Regions from separate parts of the Mus musculus genome. Here regions 1 and 2 are each linked to region 3. Evidence: chromatin contacts called from public HiChIP or PLAC-seq and promoter capture Hi-C data. All regions are on one chromosome and are shown on one strand. Each heading gives the region's core, a stretch centred on a gene start, on an enhancer-like site or on the middle of the called end of the contact. The rest is flanking DNA. Distances are from core to core; before and after follow the strand shown. Region 1 overlaps Gabbr2 (gamma-aminobutyric acid (GABA) B receptor, 2). Region 2 overlaps Tbc1d2 (TBC1 domain family, member 2). Region 3 holds the start of Nans (N-acetylneuraminic acid synthase (sialic acid synthase)).

What was found. Promoter capture Hi-C pulls out the DNA fragments that hold promoters and counts their contacts. HiChIP or PLAC-seq counts read pairs in DNA pulled down with a chosen protein or histone mark.
Region 1: a promoter capture Hi-C map of the HPC-7 cell line shows a contact between it and region 3, with 2.9 times the contacts expected there. The contact joins the enhancer-like site here to the promoter of Nans in region 3. A contact is called at or near these places in 9 of 39 promoter capture datasets (the C10 cell line, the HPC-7 cell line, embryonic stem cells and 4 more), 8 of 484 Hi-C or Micro-C datasets (B cells, the G1E-ER4 cell line, bone marrow-derived DN3 thymocytes and 4 more), 7 of 115 datasets of contacts at active chromatin or transcription factors (embryonic stem cells, fetal liver and stem cell-derived neural progenitor cells) and 4 of 9 other capture datasets (adipose tissue, embryonic stem cells, liver and 1 more).
Region 2: an H3K4me3 HiChIP or PLAC-seq map of bone marrow-derived macrophages shows a contact between it and region 3, with 2.2 times the contacts expected there. The contact joins the enhancer-like site here to the promoter of Nans in region 3. A contact is called at or near these places in 1 of 39 promoter capture datasets (pre-B cells), 1 of 484 Hi-C or Micro-C datasets (uterus), 4 of 115 datasets of contacts at active chromatin or transcription factors (bone marrow-derived macrophages, embryonic stem cells and pancreatic cancer cells) and 4 of 9 other capture datasets (adipose tissue, liver, macrophages and 1 more).

What each region holds. Positions count from the first base shown.
Region 1 is chr4:46,674,084-46,677,031 of GRCm38.p6, reverse strand. Gabbr2 (gamma-aminobutyric acid (GABA) B receptor, 2) reads left to right here. Exons shown (of 19, transcript NM_001081141.2): 17 at 2,456-2,585. Among named protein-coding and RNA genes, the nearest start is that of Tbc1d2, 25 kb to the right of the region's middle. Within about 2 kb of position 1,406, at least 18 of the 459 cell types and tissues checked have an H3K27ac peak or open chromatin away from gene starts, as enhancers often do. A contact at or near this core is called in the G1E-ER4 cell line and the HPC-7 cell line, where this site is marked.
Region 2 is chr4:46,628,854-46,631,868 of GRCm38.p6, reverse strand. Tbc1d2 (TBC1 domain family, member 2) reads left to right here. Exons shown (of 13, transcript NM_198664.3): 4 at 1,860-1,993. Among named protein-coding and RNA genes, the nearest start is that of Gm42281, 9.2 kb to the right of the region's middle. Within about 2 kb of position 1,333, at least 74 of the 459 cell types and tissues checked have an H3K27ac peak or open chromatin away from gene starts, as enhancers often do. A contact at or near this core is called in adipose tissue, bone marrow-derived macrophages and embryonic stem cells, where this site is marked.
Region 3 is chr4:46,487,783-46,490,841 of GRCm38.p6, reverse strand. It overlaps Nans (N-acetylneuraminic acid synthase (sialic acid synthase)), which reads right to left and starts at 1,513. Exons shown (of 6, transcript NM_053179.3): 1 at 1,352-1,513. The coding sequence starts at 1,483.

The sequences.
Region 1 (2,948 bases), core at 157-2,656, 190 kb before region 3:
AAGTTAGGGTGCTGGCCAAGCAACAGCAACAAAGAGGTCTCAAAAGCAGATAGCCCCAAAAGAGGGGCTGGAAAAGGAGAGCCATGAGGCCAGCCTGGGCTACTATCTGAAAAATGAAAGTGCGTTTACTTCTCCCTTCCCTAGTAGCCATGAGGACTGCAGTCACGGCTGGGCGGGGTCATTTGTGGGGTGGGGCTTCTCTTCTGCTTCCTGCTATTCCCCAGGCTCAGGAGGATGAAAACATGGCCTCAATCTCAGAGAGAAGAGACACAGAGAGCCCACATAAGAAATCACCTCTTAAGCAAGTGACACACACACACACAAACACACACACATACACACATATACAAGCATGCTCACACACACACATACACACATACACACACACACACACACACAAGCATGCTCACACACACATGTTCATACACATTCTCTCTCTCGCTCTCTCTCTCTCTCTCTCTCTCTCTCACACACACACACACACACACACACACACACACACTTTGCATACAGTTTGGCTCTGATTCTCTGTGCTGCCAAAATTTTCATGAGCTCATTTAGCCTCAGAGCACAGAGGAGACTGGGAAATGTAGCCTCTTGCCAGACCCTTTGCAGGGGGCAGAAGCTGGTAGCTAGATTGGATATGAGGTGACCAGGTATTTCTTAATTTCATATAAACTAGCAATCGTGTTTTCAGGGTGTATATGAAGGGGCCTCGGAGTCAGCACAGAACACACCCAGCACAAAGGAGATTATCACCCCAGAGGGCCGAGCTAGGGGCTGCCTCTGGATCTGGCAAAGACAGCAGCAGGTGTCTCTGCAGGAGTGGTTTTCAAGAAGAAAAGGGGAAGTCTGTGCTGGGATGAGTTGGTAAATTCTAATTGAACATTTTAATCAGCATAGACAAGTAACGAATTTTAATTTCTGGACTTTGGTGTTTTGATAACTGGACCTTAGTGTTTTAGTCAGGCAAAGAAAGTGCCCAAATAAGGGAATCAACCTTGATGGCTAGCTTTAGGGATGTAATCCAGTGGTTTAACAAGAGGCGGAAGGAGAGAGGAGAAGACCTAACATGCTTGCAGGCTTGGGCTTGTTAGAGATCCCTTCAGAACCCTGCTTACCGAGTGCAGGCAGTACCTAAACCACAAAGAGGGCTTTTGCTCTCTGAGGGTTAAACTCCACAGGACTCCTGCATTTTCCTTTGCTAGATCCAGCAACCTCAGTGGGGTCATAGAACCAACCCTGCCACACCGAGAGCCGACACACTCGTTTCACACCCCTGAAACAGTTTAAGATGGGGCTTCCTCCACCAGCCTCTGTGGCAAAGAAACCATCAGTTTTGCCGCTCTGAGCCCACTGCTAGTTCATCAGACATCTATAGCAAGCAATGACACAGCACCGGACTAAGCCCTCCACTTCCTTCCAGCAGCATAATCGCCCACTGCTGAGAGGCCCAGTGTGGCTTTGCTTGCCCTAGAATTGAGCCTTAATCGACGTTCCATTGGACCAATCCTCGGCTCCCAGCCCTGCCACTGCATAGCACAAATAAGAGTAGTGGTTTGTTTTTTCATTCATGTAGAAACTTAGTAGGCAGCAGCTTTGCCCCGACCTCAGAAGAGTGACTCACAGTTAATAAAACTCCCTTGTTGTTCTATAACTGGATACCCACTAGCCATCCCAATGTCCGCTGTCCATCACCCACACACACTTCCCTGGTTTTGCTCTAATTCTTCTGTAACCTAAGCATAACTGAGTCTCATCCTGCTCGGCTTCCCCAGGTAACCCAGCTGGCTGGAAACTGTATAGGGCTCAGGGATGCAAAGCTCTGCCTGGGAGTCTCCTGGATGGGTCTGCTGAGAAGCTGTAATGATAATTCTGATAGTCCTCTAGCAGCTGGTCCCCTCCTTATGTCAGGCACCGGGATAAACGCCCCATGCATCATCTCACTGAGCCTTCATACATCCTATGAGGCGGGTACTGTCATGTCCTTGTGCCACAGATAGAGGCTGAGACTCACACGCCCTGTACGGAGCCAGGAAGTATAGCCTGTCTTCCCTTGGCCTCAGCTGGCCTCTCTGCTTATCCCTGCTCCTTCCTTGCCTCTTGGTCTTCCTTGGACCTACTCAAGACTCAAGCCCAGACAAATCATGTGACTGCCAACCTCTGGTCCATCTCATCTCAGCTCCTGCTTGAATGAGTGCAACAAAGTCCTCTGGATGCAGAGGCCATGACGGGTAGTGATGGCTAACACCTTTAATCCCAGCATCCGGAAGGCAGAGGCAGGCAGATCTCTGAGTCTGAGGCCAGCCTGATCTACAGAGTGAGTTCCAGGACAGCCACGACTACACAGAGAAACCCTGTCTGGAAACACCAAAAGGGGTTGGGGGAGATGCAGGGGTCGAATCCCAGGGGCTGGGACCAGGAACTTGGTCTCAGATGGAATCTTGTCTTCCAGCTGGACAAAGACTTGGAAGAAGTCACCATGCAGCTACAAGACACACCAGAGAAGACCACATACATCAAACAGAATCACTACCAAGAGCTCAACGACATCCTCAGCTTGGGCAACTTCACAGAGAGCACAGGTGAGCAGAGGCAGGGCCCAGAGATGGGACCCGAAGCCATGAACACAGACAGACAGACAGACAGAGCTGAAGGCCCTGGACCCTCGTCTCCTGCCTACACACCTCTGTTCAGAGTCTTCTTCTCCCGTCCTTCAAGTTTCCACCCTCAGACGCCATATCTGCTTGTTCACAGCAGAGCTGGTGCCCCAGTGTTCTGACAGGGACACACTTTTTTCCCCTCCTTGGGCCACAGGGGATGACTGATATTTGCTTCACACCTTAGGAAGCATCTCAGGTAGCCGGGCGTGGTGGCGCACGCCTTTAATCCCGGCACTCGGGAGGCAGAGGCAGGCAGATTTCTGAGTTCGAGGCCAGCCTGGTCTA
Region 2 (3,015 bases), core at 84-2,583, 140 kb before region 3:
GAGATGCTCAGAGGTAAGTGACCTCAGGTCCCGTCTATTGCTGGAGCACAACTGGCCAGCCAGTCTAGCTGAGCAGCGAGTTCTGGATTCCTAGAGAGGCCCTGTCTAGAAAATAACAAATGTGGATAGTGAATGAAGAAAACAGCCAGTGTCTACCTGTGCCCTACACACACACATACAGGGCTGGGACTGGGGCTGAGGTTAGCCTTTTTCTGCATGGCAAATGATTTTAGTTGTAAGATCATTGTGGGATCGCAAAGAGGAACATGCAACACACATTTAAACCAGGCCCTGGATTCCTCCACATCTTGTATCTACATTGAAACAGATTTCAGGAAATGTCAAAGACCAATGGCTAAGTTTTCCTGCCTTCCAAACCCCTCCTACAAAACTCCATTGGGAAGCACGCCTGCCTGAGGCTGGCTCACAGAAGCCATCTCCTGTGTGCCACAAGCCATGGCTGCCCTCCTTGTACAGGCGTGCCTCCTAGTCGAGTGTTTCTTGTTGTGGTGCACGGGCAGATTCTCCTTACACAGCCTGCAGTTTCCAACAGCTCATATAGGGAGGTCTTTCTCTCTCCCTTGCTGCTGATTTCTCAATTGCTGTGCTCTCATCTCTGCTCAGGAGCATAAGCACCTGGGCTATCTCTTCTTCTGCTGGGCCATGAATTGGTTGTAGTCTGGACTCTCAGGACAGCCTTTGGTGCTACCTGGTTCCTTTCTGTAAACCACACAAAGGTTAAGTCTGGACTCTGGACTGGGGCCTCAGCTTCAACCAGCTGCCTAGGCACCCGTGTAGTTAAGCCCCTCGGTAGCCACAAGTCAGGCATCGTGGCTCCGGGTCTAAGGAGAGAGCAAAGGTAGAAAGCTGCCAGGAAGTGTTTACAACATGCCTCAGGAGAGCTGGGAGCCACTGATGGCCTTTGGGCATGCTAGTTAGGAGGCCAGAGGGTTTGGGAAAGTTAGGTCCGCAAGGCCATTCAACAAACATGAAGCAATTTCTTATTACAGGCGCTGTACTGCTGTTCTAAGTTTACCCGTGAGCAGAGTGACAGGCGTGGGGCACATACTTCAGCAGCAAGGTTGGGATTATGGGAACCGAGCTTATATAAGTGGCCATGGCAGGAACGGTGGTTACCTGCACAAAACCTGTACGAGATCCAGCCAGTCATTAATTCCTGCACCAATGGGGGAGGGGTTCGTGAGGCTCAGCGCACTATTGCCAACTAGTGGCTACCGGGGAAGGGAGAACCATTGTTCTTCAGGGTTGTGACCAATGGTAGGTTGTCCTTGCTCAAGCAGGCAACAGTAATTGGACTCTGTGGGAAGGGCATTGGTTGAGGCGGTTGGGGAAGTGGGTGGGGGAAGTTAGGGAGGATATGGTCATGATACACGGTAGGAGGCTGGGGAAATAAACGGTTCAGTGGTTAAGAGCACTTACTCTTGTAGAGGGCCCTCACCCATTCTAGTCCCAGCATCCGCACAGTGGCTCACAACCATCTGTAATCCAGTTCTAAGGGATCCGATGCCCTCTTCTGACCACCGCAGACAGCAGGAGTGCACATGGTTCACAGATATACATGCAGGCAAAACACTCATAAAATAAAATGAATCTAAAAGGAAATCACTGCATGTATGTGATAAATTCACCAGGAATAAAAGGGTAGGGAAGTGCAGTGTAGATGGGGCTTTGTAAGAAGGGCGAGGAGCTTGGGCCAGGGCTGGGGAGGCGGGGATGCATCATACAGGATGCTGAGGAGAGCGATTGGAATGACTGGAAGCATGCTGCTGAGGCCAGAGCTCTGCAGGCAGCAGGAAGGCAGAGACTGCTGGCCTCACACTCCTCACTTGTCCTTTCAGAAACACCATGCACAACATCCGTGGCAACAAGCAGGCCCAAGCGGCAGCCCACGGGCCACTCGTGGAAGACTCGCCTCAGGGTGGAGAGCCTCAAAGCGGGGAACAGCCCTCGATCTCTGACCCCAGCCTTCCAGGTGAGCGTTGTCCAAGCCTGAGACCAAGCAATCTCTGTCTCCTCCCTGCCTGCAAGGGTGTGTGTGTGTGTGTGTGTGTGTGTGTGTGTGTGTGTGAAGAAGAACACACTTACGGTAGTTTTTATAGTTAGGAGGGAGCTGAGGAGTCCAAGGTGCACACGCTGCAGAGCAGGATTCTAGGAAAGATCTCCTCCAGGCTGGAAGACAGCGGTGCTGTGTCCTCTCCGGTGGCCAAGAGAGCTCTCATCTTTCCCTTCTTCTGAGGACACTAATCCTATCATGGGGCTGCACCTTCATCTGAATTACCCAAGGCCCTGCCTCCTGATGCTCCTAATGCTAACTCGGGGGACTAGAGCTTCAGCCTGGGGTTATGGTAACACACATTCAGTCCTTAGCAGGGTGTGTTGTGTGACAGACTCTTCCTGGGGCGATGTAGCACACACCACACACACACACAATCCATTCACTCCAGAAAGGGCACCCGTGATAGACCAAAATAATGATTACACCAACGTCCAACTTGGCTAAACCAGTGAACTTTTATTGGGGTTACTAATGGGTGGGGGGAGGGTACTTAAAAGGGTGAGGGGTGACTCAAAACAGCAACTGTGTCACCAAAAATAATGCCCAATACAGATGCAGAGTCCTAAAAGCTGCACAGAAGCCCTGCCTGGAGCTCCCTGCTCATCACAGGCAGCTCGGCAGCCTGTATGTCTCTTCCCTCCGTAGCTGGGTTGGTCAGTCTCGCCCCACCCCCACCCAGGCTGACTCAGGTTTATACTGCTGGGGGAGGGGCGTTCCAGAATCTTCCAGGTTTCTGTTCTCCAGATGAGTTACCTTTGTTTACCTACTGAGTCTCACGAGGCTCCCCTCCCTCCTCAGGCTCCAGAGGTAAAGAGTAAGGATTCGGTTGGTTTCCCCGATGAGACAGAGTCTCGTGTATCCCAGACCTCTAACATGCTGGAGCCGAGAGTGACCTTGAATTTACAATCTTCTACCCCTCCCTCCTGTGCTGGAATGCA
Region 3 (3,059 bases), core at 264-2,763:
CAAGACCAATTAATTAGTTCTAAGGAAAGGTAAGATAAAACTGAATTTGAGAGAGTCCATGTAGAGAGTGGAGTGCTATCTTGACACTCGATGGGGTTAGAAATAGCTGTGAGCAGCCATGTGGGTGCTGGGAACTGAACTCAGGTCCTTTGGAAAAGAAGCCAATGCTCTTAACCACTGAGCCATCTTTCCAGCCCCAGGAACTGCTGAATGTAATGACCCATGCCTACACTCTCGACACTTGGGAGACTATGACAGGAAAACGGGTCCAAGCTTGAGAGCCTAGCCTAGTCTACAGAGTAAATTCCAAGCCAATCTACATTACAGAGTGAGACTCTTGTCTCCAAAAACAATAATAACAATCAATTAAAAAGATAACAAACCAAAAAAAGAAAAAAGAAAAAAGAAATCACAGGGTAGACTTTATGAAAGCTGAGGGTTAGGGTCACAATGACGAACAGGACGGTTTCTCTTCAAAGATTCATTCAAAACAAAGAAAGGATTAAAAGAAAGTATGACAAGTCCTGAGTGAAGGCTAGCACCTGTAATCCCAGTACTTGGAAGCCTGAAGCAAAATATCTGAGGGATAGCCTGGGATACATGATGACTCCCAGTCTAGCCCAGGTTAGAGTAAGTCCCTGTTTTAAAAGGACTAGAAGCAAAACACCGTGAGACCTAGGGCTGCGGGCTGTAGCTGGAGAAGCCATCCCTGTCGTTCGGACTGAACGTGTGGAAACTTACTAAGAGAAGTGGGTGGGCGTGTAGTCACAAGCATCTCAGCAGCTGTAGTTAGTGGTCACCCAAGGAGCCCTGGACTAATTATTGTGCTTTTCACTCCTTCCCTTCACGGATGCTCATCCCAGCTCCATGAAGCCGGGTTTTCAAATCAGGCAGCTTAGTCCCTAACCCGATCTGCACTTTTTACCGGTTAGTAATCCAAACACTGGGACTGAGAAAAACCACACCAACTTCCAAGGACTGTAGACAAATATCACACGGGAGGATCTCTGGGGTGGCATATGACAAGCAGGAAGGGGCTGGGTCCCTAAGATTCTGGTTAGGTAGGAAGCCACGGAGCAGGCCAGGCAAGGGTAGGAGCTGATCTAAACAGAAAGAAGATCGGTTGGGAGGGCGAGCAAGAGCAGCTGTTAGACGGAGTTGGGGAGCCGAGGCAAGAGAGACGCGGAGCACAGGACCAGAAGGCAATCGCGGCCGCGCTCTCCCAAGCCCCTCCGTGAATTCTCCCGGGCCCCTCCGTTAGCCTGCCCCCCGCCCGGGTTCCCTGCAAACTCCTCCGTCAACCTTCCTGGGCTCCTCCGCTACTTACTCCTCCACGGGCCCCGCCCCTCACCTTGGCAGTGCGGATCATGCGCTTGGCCACATCTATGTCTCCTTGGTGGTTCTGGCCGATCTCCGCGATGATGAAGCACGGGTGCTTTCCACCCACCCAGCGCCCGGGACACAGCTCCAGTTCCAGCGGCATGGTGCATTACCCGCGCCTGCTTGCTGCCCCGGGCGTTTCCGCACCCGCCGCGCAGGCCCGCAGGTCTCAGCCCCGCCACGTCAGCCGGCGGCTGTCGCGCAGCCAATCCGCGGGCCCCGTCTCGCTCGACAGCCAATCGGAGCCTTACCTCTGCAGAGAGCGGGGAGAAAAGCAAGCCCCGCCCCTCCAGCGCTGCCTACGCCTCTAGACACAATTTGGTCTACTTTATGGCTAGATAGAAGAACAAGGAGAGAGTGCAGCCCATGAAGCAGTCAGGAAAGTAGGTGTTCTAGAGTTCGAATCCCATGGTTGCGGATTCTGAGACAGAACAGAAAGACGAGGAAATCTTGCGAGCATAAGACAGAGAGGAGCGCTCACCCAAGAATCTGCGTGATGTCTTTTGTCAACAGACTAACAGGAATTTCCACGCAGCCGCTAACAACTAACTGTAGTCTGCAGTTTTCTAGAAATCTCATGAAAAATCACGTTAGAGGGAAAGGGCAGACACCAAATGCCTCAGGAAACCCTAGTGGCTCCTGGTTTTGCCATATCAGGTTATACCCCATCCAAGGCATCTCTGGAGCCACCTCACTTTCCAAGAGAGTGAAGGAAATGGGTGGTGGTGGGGAATCTTAGTAACCTTGTGAGATGCAACTTGAGAAGCACTAAAATGGTATTTGTGGCTAACATTAAGACAGTTATGACTCTCTGGTCTTCTCAAGCATTGTTTACATTCTTCCCTGAAACAGAAGTATCATATAGAATTGTAAGACAGTATATAGAAATCTTTGAAGCCGGGCATAGTGGCACACGCCTTTAATCCCAGCACTCGAGAGGCAGAGGCAGGCAGATTTCTGAGTTCGAGGCCAGCCTGGTCTACAAAGTGAGTTCCAGGACAGCCAGGGCTATACAGAGAAACCCTGTCTCGAAAAAAACAAAAGCAAAAACAACAAAAAAAGAAATCTTTGATTGCAAAAATTGGTATGGTATTTAATTTGTTTAATTTGTTTTTATGTATATGGTTTGTTTTGTGCACCACATGTGTGCCTGGTACCTGAAGAACTGAGAAGAGGGAATCATAGTCCCTGGAATTGGAGTACAGACGATTGTGAGCCACCAAGTGGATGCTGAGAACTGAGCCCAGGTCCTCTGGAAGAGCAGCCAATGAGCCTTATCGCTGAACCATGCATGCCTCCAGTCCACAGTGCAGTACATTTTAGACAGCCATAGCTGTTTCTACTATATGAGAGGCATTAGCCTCAGGGAGTTTCACTAATTTGGCCAAAGTCATCCTGAACTCTAGAGCGGGGCTCAGACTGCGGCCCTGGAGTGTCTCCCAGCCCGGGTCTCCTACAGCACACTCCTTGGATTTCAGAGTTAGATCGATTTCCTGTTTGACTACACAGAACTGAAGAACGGAAGACAGCCAGGACAGAGGTTGTTTTGTTTTGTTTTGTTTTGTTTTGTTTTGTTTTTGTGTGGTGTTTTCAAGACAGGGTTTCTCTGTGTAGCCCTGGCTGTCCTGGAACTCACTTTGTAGACCAGGCTGGCCTCGAACTCAGAAATCCACCTGCCT